2 separate regions of the Astyanax mexicanus genome follow, and region 2 is linked to region 1. Evidence: chromatin contacts called from public Hi-C data. All regions are on one chromosome and are shown on one strand. The core of a region is the stretch at or near the end of the contact, and the rest is flanking DNA. Distances in the headings are between cores, read along the strand shown. Region 1 overlaps erc1b (ELKS/RAB6-interacting/CAST family member 1b). Region 2 holds the start of erc1b (ELKS/RAB6-interacting/CAST family member 1b).

Evidence for each region. A called contact is a pair of places that touch in the nucleus more often than the background predicts.
Region 2: a Hi-C map of muscle shows a contact between it and region 1, with 5 times the contacts expected there. The contact joins the promoter of erc1b here to the enhancer-like site in region 1. A contact is called at or near these places in 2 of 3 Hi-C or Micro-C datasets (both in muscle).

The regions. Positions count from the first base shown.
Region 1 is chr2:5,178,183-5,181,543 of AstMex3_surface, reverse strand. erc1b (ELKS/RAB6-interacting/CAST family member 1b) reads left to right here. Exons shown (of 21, transcript XM_049475044.1): 4 at 1,764-1,838; 5 at 3,338-3,361. Among protein-coding and RNA genes, the nearest start is that of LOC125799095, 15 kb to the left of the region's middle. Within about 2 kb of position 1,598, the one cell type or tissue checked has an H3K27ac peak away from gene starts, as active enhancers do.
Region 2 is chr2:5,266,517-5,269,966 of AstMex3_surface, reverse strand. erc1b (ELKS/RAB6-interacting/CAST family member 1b) reads left to right here and starts at 2,105. Exons shown (of 21, transcript XM_049475044.1): 1 at 2,105-2,302. It overlaps ninj2 (ninjurin 2), which reads left to right. Exons shown (of 4, transcript XM_007233871.3): 3 at 298-476; 4 at 598-1,140. The coding sequence ends at 446.

The DNA of each region.
Region 1 (3,361 bases), core at 349-2,848:
TGGTCTTCAAATCTTTCGAGTTTTGGAGAAAAACTATGTTGAGCTTTTTAAACAAATACATCAGCTCAGAGTTAATTTAGTACTTTAAGCCTACATAATGGATCTCTCAGAATATGACACATTTTATGATTTAAGATTTTTATCATTCATTTTAGGTCTACTGTAAATTTTGATTATAGTTTCAGTTTAGGACTGCAGCTATCGATTATTTTATTAATCATGTTTTTTACTGAAAAATCGGATCAAGTAATCGGATAAGCCATATTTGTAAAAAACAAAAATCATAAGAAAAAAAAAGACATTTAATAATCAATGACCAATTGGTTTCCTATTTTAGATAAGTTATATTTTTAAATTTATAACATTAAATTATTTTCAACAAGGATTTCTTGTAAGTATCAAAACTATAGTGCATTAATCAATAAAAAAAGGCATAAACATTTGCATTACTTCTGAACAGCAGAGATGTTGCCAGTTTGTCATTAAGCATATTGTTTACAGCCAAATTAATTTTAACATGTGTTTATTCTTAACTCCTCAGCGCTGTGTTTACTGATTACGTCAAGCCTGTATTAAGTGGAGAAATTGTCTCTGTTCTAATAAACTAAACACACACATTAGACAGTGTTAATAATAATCAGCGCTCCACAGCGCTGCCGTTCTGTTATTTTGTTACATAAATGTTAATCTCATTGATTTGTTATACGTTTTTTTTTTTTACCTTCTCTCGGCTCCACCGCTAACGTGTCCTCGGCTGAGACGGTGCAGCATTAAAGAAGTGCTGTTGTGGGAGGCGAGAGTGAATACACACTGTCCAGCCTAAAATGCTCCATTATTATTGCCCTTTTCCCTCGTACGTTCGCTCATTCTCACTACTTCTCAGCAAAAAAACTCCTCTGACTCCTCCTCCTTCTTCCTGTGCACGGGTGACGTAACGCTAAGCGTGTTGTCGCATTAAAATACTACGCGCTGAGTTTTTGTAATTAAATAAACGATTACTCGAGGTATAGAAAGTTACTGGATCTTTTTTTTTTTTTTTTAAGCGAGTAACTAAAATTACTCGAGTAATCGTTTCACCCCTAGTTTTAGTTGATTTTTGGTTTTATTCTCTATGTCTGTTCTGATGTTTTAGAAAACCTATGCTCGTGAAAATTTGCCTTGAAGGCATGGAAAACTAATTTTAAAAAAAATCATGGAAATGTATTGGTTGAAAAGTGTATGAACCCTGTTTGCAGCAGCTCTAATTTGAATTGCTGTGAATTGCTGATGCATCATGCTATAGTTGCATGTGATGGTCCTCAAGCACCAGCAGCGACTCCTCCTCCATGCTTTCTGATTCCTCCTCCGCACATCAGTCTCTGTGTGTGTATAAATATATTCATCATTAAGTATCATCAGGGTTGTGCTGTGTAATTGCCCCGGGTAGCACAGGCTGCTGTAGTTGCATTAGCTCTCTTTGTGGGTTGCTGGCTACATTATCCTCATCATAAGAGACTCAGTGAGGCGCAAATGCACGACACTAAAAGAAAGAAAGCGTAAGAGCAGACTGCCGTCTGGGCCTGTGTAGTGTTCTCTATAATGTGATGTCATTGGAGCATCTAAAAGCAGGCAGCTGGAGGAGAGGAGGCTCAGAACCTGGAGAGAGCACTGCACAGTACCGGGGCTGAGCTGGGAGGATGTGGGACGGTAACATGGACAGGCATCATTTTCCTGTGGCCACAACTTCTTCTTCTTATGACCCTCGTCTTGTGTTTTCTCCTCAGGACCTCCACAGACGCTTTGAGGGAGCGCCGGAGTCTGCCAAAACCAAAGCCCTGCAGACTGTTATTGAGATGAAGGCAAGTATTTACTTTATTTAAGTAGAAATGTTGATTAAATATACTTTACTGGAGTAATTATTTTACATTTTCTCACAATTATCTGAACTTTCTACTCCTTACATTTTCTTAGTTTTTAGTTTTCATTCCGGCTTCTCGTCGTTCAATAAAAAACCCTATCCAGATAAATCTCTCCATCCAGATCTGATTCTGATTGGATGTAGAGAAATTTAAATATACCATTCTGACTCCCTATTGGTTTATACACAGTTTATCCATCATACCTGCACATCACACACTCCAGCAAGAACATAGCAGATGTATGTAGTCTAGTATGAAGATGATCCGTGCAGAGACTCAAGAGAACTCCAGACAAACTCCAGTCCAACTAAACTTTAACTTTAATATATTTACATTGTAGCTACTAAAATACATTCATTTTCATATATGGGGACATATATATATATATATATGCAGAAGAAACAGACAGGGAACAGTCTAGTGCATCCCAAATTATATTATCAACATCAACATTTTCATATTTTAACATTATAGTCATTTATAGCTTTAAAAAAAATAATGGCTTTATTTTTTCCCCTTACTTTACTTTTACTTTACTTAAGGATGTAAAAATCAATGTCCTTAACAGCTCATTTTATTAGTTTAACATTTTATTATTTATCTGTAAAGATTTACAGATTACAAGATTTAAGTGTTTAAGCCTGACCACTAGAAAGCAGTGTTGTACTCTGTCTTCAGATCCTGCTGTTATAATGGGATAAAATACCCTTTTTACAAAACTCTGTTTTTAAATGTAGTAAAGGTCCTTAGTATTCTCACTAAATTGCAGTGCGAAACCAATACTAACTAAACCAAATAATACACAAAATGAAACAAAGACATCCGAAAACTACTTTGTCATAATAATGAATAGAAACGTTCTTAGGCTGTAACATATTGATTACTGTGTTTTACAAAATACAGCTCTAGAAAAAAATATAAGAGACCACTTAAAAATGATAAGTTTCTTGGAATATAATAAGGAGGAAGATGGATGATCACAAGCCATCAAACCAAACTGAACAGCTTGCACCAGGAGTAAAGGTATAAAGTTATCCAAAAGCAGTGTGTAAGACTGGTGGAGGAGAGAACGTGATGCCAAGATGCATAAAAACTGTGATTAAAAACCAGGGTTATTCCACCAAATATTGATTTCTGAACTCTTAAAACTTTATTAATATGAACTTTTTGCTTTGCATTATTTGAGGTCTGAAAGCTCTGCATCTTTTTATTTTGTTATTTCAGCCATTTCTCATTTTCTGCTATAAATAAATGCTCTAAATGACAATATTTTTATTTGGAATTTGGGAGAAATGTTGTCTGTAGTTTATAGAATAAAACAACAATGTTCATTTCACTCAAACATAAACCTATAAATAGCAAAATCAGAGAAACTGCTTCAGAAACTTTTCTCTATTTGCTTTAATTCCTCTTTTTTATCCCTCTTTCTTCACCTCCAGGACTCTAAGATCAGTTCTCTGGAG
Region 2 (3,450 bases), core at 856-3,355, 88 kb before region 1:
AACTGTCCATGTGAACAGACAAGTAACTTAGATCCACATAAATCATAAATCAGATAATAAATCAGATAATTAATCCACATACAATGCAGGGGACCACAAATGCATATCCAATTGGTCAGTGCAGCGTTATTTAGCTCATATGGGACATGGCTAAAGTCATGGGACATGATACTTTGTCAGTAAATTAAACATCAAACAATTTGTATTATTATATGTTTGCACACATACTTCAGAAATAATGGAAAGTTCAATAAAATCAGTGAACTTAAACCCTCTCTGTCCTTTTTCTCTCATCAGCGCGTAAAGATCTTAATAACGTCGCCAATCAGAGGAAGCTGGACATCATCAATAACGTGGCTACAGTGCTGGTTTTCCTCACAGTCATCATCAACATCTTCATCACTGCTTTCGGTGTGCAGAAGACAGGCCTCTACCCCCAGCAGTGAGCTCACCACCGGCTGAAATCACGTCATCTTGTGGGTGAAGGCCTTGCAGTAGTTATTACCATCATGAATATGTAAATGAGCTGTGCATTGTGGCAATAAATCTGAGAGTGCATTTATCATGTATGTTAATTGTGCTTGTGTATGTTAACAGGACCTCCATTCCAACAGAGAACTCTGGAGCCCAACCTTCAACCCAGCCAGAAGAAAAGAAACTTTAATGCATAAATGCTCCTCTTTATTATACTTAGAACAAAAATATAATAGCTTCTAGTAAATGCATGATTTTAATATTTTGCTACATGACAGCTCAAACTCATTATCACAAGCTTTATTTATTTTATCTATTTTTAAGTTACGATGCTTGAATTTCCTTTGCTCTGTTTGTTGCCAGTATTGTTTGTCTGTTGTTTTAATCACAATTTATTCTTAACATTAATTCAGACAAGATTTTATATTTAACAACATTGTAAAGATTTTTTTTATTTTCTTCCTGAAAATAATAAAGACATTTTATAAACTTTCAATGCTAATGAATGAGAATCAGCATTATACCCCACCTAGAATTCAGATTTATTTGTTTATTCTCACATTTAAATTATTAAAATAAATAAAATATAATATGTTATGTATAATGAAGTGTCTTGAGTCTTAAACATTTGGTGACAAATTGATTAAACATTATTTATCAGTGTGATCATGTACAGTTTCCATTATATTTTCTTGCACTGTAATTTATTCACTATGAAATTGTTATTTTTTTGTGAAGAATCAACAACAAGTGGGACACAATCGTGAAGTGGAACGAAATTTATTGGATATTATATATTTTTTTTAGAAATAAAAAACTGAAAAGTGGGGCGTGCAATATTATTCAGCCCCCTTTACTTTCAACGCAGCAAACTCACTTCAGACGTTCAGTGAGGATCTCTGAATGATCCAATGTTGACCTAAATGACTGATAGTGATAAATAGAATCCACCTGTGTGTAATCAAGTCTCCATATAAATTGTAGACAATTAATGTTAGAAAATAAAAAAATAAGAAAAGCTAGAAGCTTTTGTTTTGTTGAAAAGAATAGATTCAGACGAAAGACTTGTTTATTAATATGTAATATTAGCAGTTTTTTATTAAAGATAGAAAGCTTATATTTTAAAATTGCATTGCAGATAATTAATGTTAAAAATAAAAAATAAAAGTTGAACTCTTGACTCCTTTAACCTGTTCCGTTGAAAATAACCAGTTCAGACGAAAGACTCGAAAGTTCATTATTGTTTAATACTAAGAGTGTTATGATTTTTTTTATTAAACATGGAGAGCTTATATTTTGGAATTGCATTGCAGATAATAAAAGAAAAGAAAATTTAGAATTTTGACTCCTTGATCCTGTTGTATTGAAAAGAACCGATTCAGGCGAAAGACTCGGAGGTTCATTAATGTTAATATTCAGTGTTTTAATTTATTATTAATTATTTAAATTGAACATGAAAAGCATATATTCTGTAATTGCATTGCATATAAATAAAGTTTAATATTTTTAAAAAGAAAAGAAAATTTGTACTCTTGACTCCTCTTGATCCTGTTCTATTGTAAAGAATCGACTCAGATGAACTGAATCACTCAGGAGTCGGCCGCCTTTAATGAGCAGCGGGAGCGCGCATCCCGAGTCCTTACGTCACTGAAGCGCCCAGGCTCGGGGAGCTGCTGGTAGTGCTGGCGAGAGAGGGAGGAAAGAAACAAGTAGTGGAAAAGAAGATTTTTCTCCGTTTAACGGATTTATAACTTATAACGGCGCGTGCGGGAGGAGAGGAACGGGTTTGGGCTGCTGTGTGAACCGGATGAACCGGATCTGTGAGAAGGTAAAAGCGCTTTTTAAAGTGTTTTTAATGGGGATGGCTAGGTTAGGTTAGTAGCTGTATACAGACAGCTATAGTGAGGTTGATTAGTCCTGTAGCTACTCAGATATAGAGCTATAGTCGTTTGGAGGCTACTGTCGCGCGTTTTTAACAGAGGAAACGCCTTTGTTGGCGTTTAAACAGCTGTAGAAAGTGTATTTCTCGTGAACGGGGCTCAGTTCGTTCAGCTACAGTGCGAGACTGGTTGTGAAATGCTCTGTTGCTCGAGTAATGGAGGAACGGGAGGATCGGGAGGAGGGAAAAGCGGAGAAAAAAGATCTCCAGCAGGGCATAGGTGTCTCCTTTAATTGCTCCCTTTCGTGTATCTTCTGCTAGGTAGCTTTTAAGCTAAAGCTGGGGTCGTGTCATGAACTGGGGGGCTGTTTTGTGGACGATTCCGTGTCTTGTAGCCTGTAGCTTTTAGTTGTTAAATCTGGAGTAACGTTAGCTCAAAGGAAGCAGCAGCAGCCTTTTCAAAGGGTGCTCGGTTCAGTTTCAGGGGCTTTTAGCTGCTTTCTGCTTATCTTTTTTCTATTTTCTCCCTTTTCTTCACTAAATTAAGGATATCTAAGCGTAATTTAGGCTTTAAACACTTCATAACAAGGATATTTATGGTGTAAAGTAGTTGTTTTCTTGCTTACTCAGCATCTTTTAGCTCTAGTAGTTTGCTTAGTTAACGTTAGTTAGTTACTCAGCAGTGTTGACACGTTGAAGTTGAACAGTTGAGTAGTTTAGGTTTTAATCTAGCTAAAACTACAGTTATCTCAGCTTTATATTGTATTAAACAAGTAAGTTGTATTATATAATCTATTTTCTTTTAGTCGAGATGCATCCTGACTCAAAAAAAAAGACTTTTATCCTGCTTAGTAATGGTTTCAAGAACCCCTCCCATTAGCATTTTAGTATAGTAGTAGCCTTGTGTGCTACTCTCCACTCTTGTCCACTGATTTCGGACGATTCAACAGGTTATATATTGGAACAGACATTTGCTATAAGCTATATTTCTGAATTTTGTATTCATTTAACAGCTCTTTTGACTAGCATAATGTGTTTTTCCCTTTGAGTTTGATGGTAAAGCTGGTCTACAAGTGTGTGTTCATTCAATCTAAGCA